Linked DNA regions of Anas platyrhynchos: region 1 is linked to region 2. A link is a contact called in public Hi-C data. All regions are on one chromosome and are shown on one strand. Each heading gives the region's core, a stretch centred on a gene start, on an enhancer-like site or on the middle of the called end of the contact. The rest is flanking DNA. Distances are from core to core; before and after follow the strand shown. Region 1 overlaps BACH1 (BTB domain and CNC homolog 1). Region 2 has its middle 18 kb from the start of BACH1.

Region 1 (4,422 bases), core at 1,421-3,920, 43 kb before region 2:
TAAACCAGAGTGAAGGCTACTTGATACCTGAATGAAAGCTTCCTCACAAACGAACATCTGTGCACAAAGTTTATACTTTCAAACAACTTACTGGAACATTCCTTGCCATCACCACGCAGAAAAAGCTCCAAGGCTGACACGTACAAGTTACACTCTAGAACTACACAGAGCAAACCCAAAGCTTGCCAAGTAATATAATGACCATGTATATAATTGCCAATGTAGTTTTAAAAGAAAGCTTCCTCTTTACTTTCACTTTGTAAATTACTTTAGGATAATGCTCAATCTTGCTTTAAATCACAACGTTGAGAGGCTGGCAATAGGAAGAGAATAGATTTACTCATCTGTAGTGCATTTGTCAGTCATTTGCTGACAGAAGTCTGTGATAGCACCACTCTGTCCACTCTGTTCCACGAGTGAAGTTTTCTCCAGTGTTCTTACAGAAGCTGGATGCAGTTCTTGTACTTGATCATATGGTGCATCACACACACCTTTCACACACTGATAACAGGAACTCTGCTCATTTGTAGACGTAACACCTGAAAGGCCATCTGCTAGTTCTAGACCCGTTGGTATTGCGAGCTCGCTATCAGATGGCGCTGTTCGTTCTCTCTCCGGGAATAAAAATGAAAGCGGACAATCTGAGGAAGAATATTTCGCAAGTATTTGTATTTGCTCATGACTCAAGGCTGCTTCCTTACACACCTGCTGGCAAAGTCCAGTCAAATTCTGCTTTGTCTCACCCAGAGTTGACAGAATGTGATTTCTCTCCTTCAGCAAGTTTTCTTTCTCATTTTGCTGCAAAGAAGAAATAGCTTTTTAGCATACATTTTAACACAAAAAAAATAAAACAAATCTGTAAATAACATTGCCAAATTCCTGCTGTTTCAGCAGACTGTAAGATCAACAATGACACAACCAAATGCCTACTAAAAGAACAATCCTACCCATCTTGAAGCATTAACTCAGCTATTTGAAGTGTCTTTTCCAAACAAAGTTCTTCAAAACTAATGCTGACAGCTAAAAGAATAACGCTTACTAATTAAATGAAACCTAGTTCCACTTACTGTAAATATTCCCAAAACATTAATTCTACAGGATAACACATCTACACTGTTACCAGCCCTGTTAGGTCAACCAAACATTAAGCAGAACAGTTTCCATGGATATTTTACATTGAAAATTTAAGCGTAAAAAAACAGACATCACATTTTCAGTATTGATACTACTCTGTTAGATGAAAATAAATTCAATACTCAGGAAGTACTAAACCCCACCACAGAACAAACAATGGACTTCAGAATTGTTTCTGAAGTAGAATAGGAAGATTTTACTTCAACACCATAATCTTTCCTGAGACTTCTGGTACAACTGGTTGAAGATGCAAGGACATGGAAAACTATGGGGCTAGCCTAATGATGTAAACAAGCAATGTCTGGAGGAAAAGAAAATGAGGAAACAAAGGACAGGAAATAAGACCCAAATGAAGTAGCTGAAAGAAGAAACATTTTTAGTTCTATAGTTAAAGAGGCAGAGTTTTGAAGACACGCATTTCAGTTTCTGCACGAAGTCTTAAATAGCTTTTGAGAAATAAATCACTATGGGTTACATCAATTCATTCTTAGAAATATTACTTTTATTTCTTCTCATATTCCTTCTTGCAGGAGAAACTCATACTGCAACCTCTACAATTTTTTTTTTTTTGAAAGAATTCACTAGTGTTAAGCAGCACTTTGCAAGGGAAGCAGTTTTTGCCAGCCTCTTTTGCTGAAAGTGATTAGAAAGAGTGCAGCTTTGCCAGATCTCCTAATCTGAAATGTACATTTTGGGTATGCAGAGTCACTCAGCTGTGCAGCATGGACTGATGAAATAATCTGAACTATTGCTTAACACAAACTTCAACACTCAGAAATATTTTTTCCCAGTGTAAGATGTGGGTGGAGAACTTAAGTTGTTAAGAAGTTAATGCATTTCAATTTTAGCTGCATTATATTAGTACTTCAAAGTAATGTTAACTAGGAAGTCAGAATAATCATCAAATTAAGAACTCTCACTGCTGGTGAAGAACCTATTTAGGTCATGCATTTCTCCTTGCTATAGTATATATAACAAGATCTCAGTTGCATTTCAGATCACAGCTATGGCCTGTCACACAGTGACACATCCTCCTCCTGAGCCATGGGATCTCCAAGGAAGTAGTGTTTCTTGAGGCCAGCTGTCCTTTACTCTGCCCCCCCCCCCCCCCCTCAAAAGTACCCACAGTCTAAAACTGGTGTCAGAAAGTACAAGGTAGGTGGATATGCATACAGGTGTTCTGAAAGAGCTGTTTCTATGAAGCCAATCTTTCCCTGAGAGGCCCACATGTATTCACACATACAGAACAGGAGTGAACAACAGGAACACAAAGGCTCACCCCAAAGGTCAATCAGCAAAGATTACATGGACTATACGAGGAGGGTCTGTCGTGGTTTCACACCAATGGCCAACTGACGTTGTCAAAGGAAGAGGTATGGGGAGGAGAAAATATGACCGCAAACAAACGCTTGCAGGTTGAGATAAGCATCGTTTAAAGGAAAAAAGAAAAAAAAGGGAGGAGAGTTTTGATACTGCGCCAAGCCTGCTCAGCAATAGACAAAACACTGCTGCGATATCAGGGCTGTTCTAGCTGCAGTTGCTGGACACAACACTCCATGGGCTGCTGTGGGGAATTTAACTCCACCCCTCCCAGACCCAGGGTCAAAGATGGTCTTCTGTACAGAGCTGGTCAAGAGAAATGACTAAATCCAATTCTCTCAGAGAGCAGTTCGATTCAACACAGCAGTACTTTTGTTTGCATGTAAGTGGAGCTTAACATAAGACTTTCAGATTCACAGAATCACTTGGATGGGAAGGTACCTCAGGAGGTCTGTAGTCCAGCCTCCCACTGAGCACAAAGTCACCTCTGAGTAAGATCAGTCTGCTCAGGGGTTTGTCCAGTGGTGTCATGAAAACCTCCTATGACAGAGCCCACACAACCTCTATGGGTAACCTCCTCCATTGCCTGCCCGTCCCCAGTGGTAAATGGGTTTCCATATATCCAGTTGAAACCTCCTATTTCTCTTTATGACAGTGTCTCCAGCTCCTGTGCTGTGAATAACACTACCTGCTAGGAGGCAGGAGTACTCCCATTCTCAACAGCTACATCATCTTGATGACTTTCCCCCAGATGTGGGCAGGTGGCTATTAGCTCTCCCCACAACCATCTCTCCCCAAGCAGAAGCAGCCCCATTTCATCTGCCTCTCCTCACACGAGTACTTCAGCCTTGATAGTCCTGGGGACCCCACTCCTAATTTTATTCATTTGTCAAGGTCCTTCTAGCACAGGGAGGGCGGTGGCGAAACTGGGCACTGTATTCTGGATTCAGTCTTATGAGTGCTAAGTATAGGAGCGCAATCACTGCCCTCAAACCACTGGCTGCACTCCTGTTAATACAACCCAGGATGCTGACAGCCTTTTTTCAGCCTGGACAAGCTGTTGACTCATGCTCAGCTGTTGACTCATGCTCATGCCCAGAACACTCCCCCAGGGCCCTTTCAGCAGAGCTACTTCCCAGCCAGTCTCCAGCCTCTACTAATGCAAGGGGTTAATGTCTGCCCCAGATAAAGGGGTTTCTCAAGAATGTACCACAAATATTATGTTTTTCTCAGATTAAAACAAAAACCCGATAAGCAACAACTCAGACATCCATACAAGACAACATGCTGCATATACTGGAAACCAGTATGGGTAGTTTTGCCAAATAATATTTCCTAACAGCACACAGTATTATCTACCTGTCCAAAGTTTTCCAACTATAGCTATACCTCATTATCCTCTCTCAGAGCCACATCACAGAGAATACTGTGGGAAGAACAACCAGCTTCTGAGACCCAAGACTAGCCCAGAAAAGCAGAAGGGAGGCAGGAGTCGTCATGCACAAAGCAAGCTGGGTGTGTACCACACAACACTCTTTAGATGTCTCTTCTTCCAGCCACCCAAAACTTATGCCTAGACAAGTCTCTAAGTTTCTGTATTTGTGCACAACTTCCACAAGTTTGACAGAGCACCACATCAGCTGCCCTAAGACACTCTCAACAGCTCCAAAACATCATCTTCTCAAGAAGTTCTGAAGAAACTTACCCACTCGGGGAAAAAAAAAAGTGACAGGAAACATTTGTGCCTAGAGCACAATGCAGAACTCAGGCTTCACCTCACAATTCTCAATGCTCATTGTCTAGCGCTCTCACAGCAATCTCTGTCAAACAGCAGACGTTCATTCTGTTCTAATGTAGGTCCACAGAAAAAAAGGATATTACACTGTAATTATCGTTTAGTCAACTACAGGTCTAATCTTGCAGATGAATCATGTCTTTAAATTTTTCTCCCCAAACTGTTGCACAATG
Region 2 (4,242 bases), core at 1,317-3,816:
CCCATGCGTTAGCGTGTGCTTCCAAAGTCCAGCACTTTGGATAATCAGGTTACTTAACCTGACTGAACACAGAGAGAAAAATAGAAAGACAACATTGCAATTTCATTTTGTTGTTGTTGTTGTATTTCAAAATGTAACTCATGAAAACCATGCTGTAAGAGATTTAAGGCCTCTTAAACTTTACCAATAAATAGAAAAACAATTCTGAGCTGTTCTGTACTCTTATTTAAAATATATTTGATTCTTAGTTGTTTTTTTTTTTGCTATTATATAAATAATTTTAACATAAATAGTCCACAATCAGTTAGTACTAGGTAGAGCTTTGTAAAGTAAAGCTATTTAGGCCAGATTTCCAGGCAGGAATCAACACTGATCAATGTAAATCCAGCTGAAGTCGACAGAATTACTTTGGACACATAAAGATATTTCTGTATGACGTGGAAGTGTGATGAACTCTTTTAGCTTCTCAAGGGTGCCAGAACTCACTCAGCTCAGGTGTTCATGTTAGCTGTTGTCCAATGCTTTGCTGGAAACTACACCCTTGTGCAAGTATTTCTAGTATGTTAAAAACATTGGATATTGCCCTTTTGGTATTTTCAAACAGATACCATCAGATGGTGAGAAATCGGTAAACTGTCCTATACCAGATGAAGTAAAGAATGAGCAGCCAGAACCACTTAAGCAACAAAAACTCCACTTGGATAAATGTGACTGTATACTGGAAGTATTTACTGAGGCATCTGTATCTGCCTTGCAGTGGTAGTGGTAGATCTCACGTTACCCACCAGAGGGAGCTCACACAGTCAGATGTAAGAGCATCTTCCACGGACTTAAGTTAATGAGAGTTTTTCGAAGGGTCATAAATGGATTTAGGCACATTTTTAGCACATTTGAGTGCATACCTGGATGTAAGTTAGTTTATCTTGGAACTTTTATGTAGATATTTTTTCCTTGAAAGAATCCTTCTTTTCTGAAATTATTTCACAAATTAGTGTTCACATTCTCCTTGAATGCAGGTAAATTCAAAAGGAGGTATTATTTCGTATAGGAGTAGTGGGCTTCTTGTCTGATTAAACACTCCACAAGGGGCTGGGATCCCCAGATATGCCAAACATTTAGAACTGTATTTATGAGTATGTTTGAATGTGCCAGTCTCCCATGAGTATTAATACTTGCTTAGTATTTTCTGTAAGGACATGGATACAGAAGGGTCTGACTGAGAGGTGGTTAAGGTATTTAGCAGGTGGTGTTTTCAAATGATGTCTTTGCTTCTGGCTACTCTTACCAATTCTGAGTGTGGTTGACTTATTTAAGCTGCTCAGGCAGAGCAGGGGAGAGCAACAGACACGAGTCAAAGGAAGAAGCAGGAGGGACTGAAGTAATCAGTGCTGCGGAGGAAGTCTGTAGGCACAGGGCAGCCTGGGTTGCGCACCGGGATGTGCCATATGCTTGTGGAGCAGTCACAAGACAGAAGTGGGAGGTTTTTCATCACAGAACATCACATCACTGCCCCTTCGTGTGGGTAACTGCGGATCTAGTTAATAAAAGCAACAAACTCAGCTTGTGCAATGAAAGCAGTAAAGGCCGATTAGTGGGGATGCATTTATTTCAGTGCCAAAGTGCTCTAGCTTCAGTGTAGTTTTTACAACACATAGGCTATTTATCAAGGCTATAATTTGAGTATTTTTAATGCAAATACAGCCCTCGGCATGGATTCATCTGTACTAGAAGAACAGAGCCATATAATGGTTATTCCTCTTTCTATATGAGAACCACCTACAGTGCTATAAGCATCTATACCACAGGTAGCTCCACTGGTACTAGGCATATTAGACAAAAGCATAACCCTAAATGAAGTAAATATTCCAGTACAAAATGTTTGTGTAGAAAAGCCTTGGGAAACGTCCAAACAAAAGCTTTTTAATTTTGAGCTAAGGATAACAGTCTGTACATCCCACTGATGCTAGCCATAAAAAGCAAGCAAGAAAGCAGTTAAGGCATACAACTCACTCACCAGTTCCTCTTCTCAGCTGTAACTAGTTCCTTTCTGTCACTTGCAGTTCTCATATCCCTGTACTAATCCTGAGCACCCAAAAGATAGCCTCGCCCCTCGCCACACGTTTGTTACATCAGCACTCACATCCTCATTTCATTTCCCTAATTTCTGTATTAAAGTTTAATATAAAATTCAGACAAATAATTAAATCCATGGAGCAACTATTCTCATATGTTACTACGTAGTTCAGAGAAAGAAAACATATCTCACAGCCAGCACCTACAAGCTGGCAAAGGATCTTGCTGTTGTGTACCAGCACCAAGCCACAAAACATTGTATGGTTGTAACTTTTGGAAACTGTATGAAGGATGCAGCAATCATCAGACCACGTCATGAGACCACCAGTCAACCGGATCTGAGCTCCAGACTGATGCTGCTTGCTCAGGAAGGGGTAAAGAGTATGGGGGAATTAAAGGAACTGAGGTTTAGAAGGGGGAACTGGTGATCAACGTGTAGAAATGCTGAGTGACTCATGCTAAATCTTGTGCTTTCTACAGTTTGAACCACTGGACTGTGCAGTCTAGAAAGCCTGGGCTGAGGTATTGTGTGAATGATTGCCATCTTTCATGCATACAGCTATGACTAATGCATAGCACTCTTTGTGAAGAACACTGAAGAACCTGTAGGTGGCTGATACTGGTTCAAGCAAGGTAGATTGTCAAGAAGACAGTCAATAGTTTCATCATGTATTTTCCAAGGATGTTCATCAGTGTATTATCTGTGAGTCTCCCACATTACTTTTCCTACATTGTGCCGTGGTAAGATAAATTAATTTTCCTTATTTGCCCACCCACCTCCTTCTTTCAGCTGGAACTGAGGCACACACAGATGTGCCTCACATAAAATGTGCATTAATGGGGCCTGTTCAGAGATACACAAGGTATCACAGTCTGGAGTATTTAGAGCACCTTAGATGCACTGTGGTGCATCACAGAGCACTTCAAGTGTTGAAAGCATGACTTCTGCATACATCACAGCAGGTATTAATGCTCACTGATTTGGGAAATCAGAGCTTGATTTGGCATCTTCTCCCCTCTTCTCTGTGTATATATGTGCAAGGATGCTGTAACAGGAGGGAGAAGACCCTCAGGGCTGTGGGTGTGCACATGTAGAAGTATGTGCTTGGGAGAAGAAAGCCCTGCTATAATGGGTTCTGCCAGTTTTCCTGATAATCCTGCTGGCCAGGGACAGTGGTCCTGCTGCTATGTCTCTGCCTGAAGCAAACCTCCTTTCCCCGCAGTCCTCTTCTATCAGTGCACAACGTGGTGCTGCCAAAATGACAGCACCGCTGACATCTGTGTGCTGCCATCCTGAGCGCTGAGCAAGCAAAGAATGTTAGGTAGGGAAAAAGGAGCCATGTGTCATGCTCACAAAAGCTTAGGTGGCAATAAAGCCTTTGGGGAGAGAAAGGTGACACATTTCCAAAGATGATTAATTCACAAAAACAGCTGGAGCAGAGATAACTGTGGAAGGGGAAGTGTTAGAAAAAATAAAAAAAATAAAAAAATCGAGCTGCCAAACTCAAACCTGCAGGTTCTTATCTTCCAGACTTTTCAAATGTACAATTACCCTAGAATTTGGCTGTTTCAAGGCTGCATGAGTCATATCCTTGCTAACTGGAATACTTAAATTAAGCTTGTTCAGCATTTGTTATGATGGAAGGAAGTTACTTAGTAATAATAGGAAATAGATAGCACAGGTCTTGTTTTTTTAAACTCATTTACTTCACTGTTTTCTTAAGTGGTCTGAAGCAAACGCATTTGCCATTGTAGTGGCACGTTTACTTTTGCTAACCTGAATAACAGCAAGAAATGCACTTTCTCTGTGTAACAGACTGCAGCTGTATAGCTTTAGCCATTTAGAAACTCCTGCTGCCATCTGAGCCTTTCACTGGCTTTCCCTGCATTCTGGCCATGGGTGAATCGTGAGCACAAGCTTCAGATGCTCTGCTGGTTTGTTTGACCACGACTGCAGTTGTCCCAGGCTGCAGTCAGATGTTACAAAACTGGAGGTTTCATTGGCAGCTGAACCCAAAAGCTGAAAGTGGCTTCTACAATCCTGGGTGAAACATGACATAAACACATCTCTGAAACAACCGTATATAATGCTTTTTTACAGTGCTATACTTACAAAGGACCTAGTTAACAGAGTAATTTAAGGTCTCTCCTTAAATAACAGAAGGACAC

The links. Hi-C and Micro-C count contacts between places; a contact is called where the count stands out from the background.
Region 1: a contact with region 2 is called in a Hi-C map of liver, with 3 times the contacts expected there. The contact joins two enhancer-like sites. A contact is called at or near these places in 3 of 8 Hi-C or Micro-C datasets (liver, skeletal muscle and subcutaneous adipose tissue).

The regions. Positions count from the first base shown.
Region 1 is chr1:109,537,684-109,542,105 of IASCAAS_PekinDuck_T2T, reverse strand. BACH1 (BTB domain and CNC homolog 1) reads right to left here. Exons shown (of 6, transcript XM_013097865.5): 6 at 1-798. The coding sequence ends at 337. Among named protein-coding and RNA genes, the nearest start is that of BACH1, 25 kb to the right of the region's middle. Within about 2 kb of position 2,670, at least 8 of the 8 cell types and tissues checked have an H3K27ac peak or open chromatin away from gene starts, as enhancers often do.
Region 2 is chr1:109,495,150-109,499,391 of IASCAAS_PekinDuck_T2T, reverse strand. No RefSeq gene overlaps it. Among named protein-coding and RNA genes, the nearest start is that of BACH1, 18 kb to the left of the region's middle. Within about 2 kb of position 2,566, at least 1 of the 8 cell types and tissues checked has an H3K27ac peak or open chromatin away from gene starts, as enhancers often do.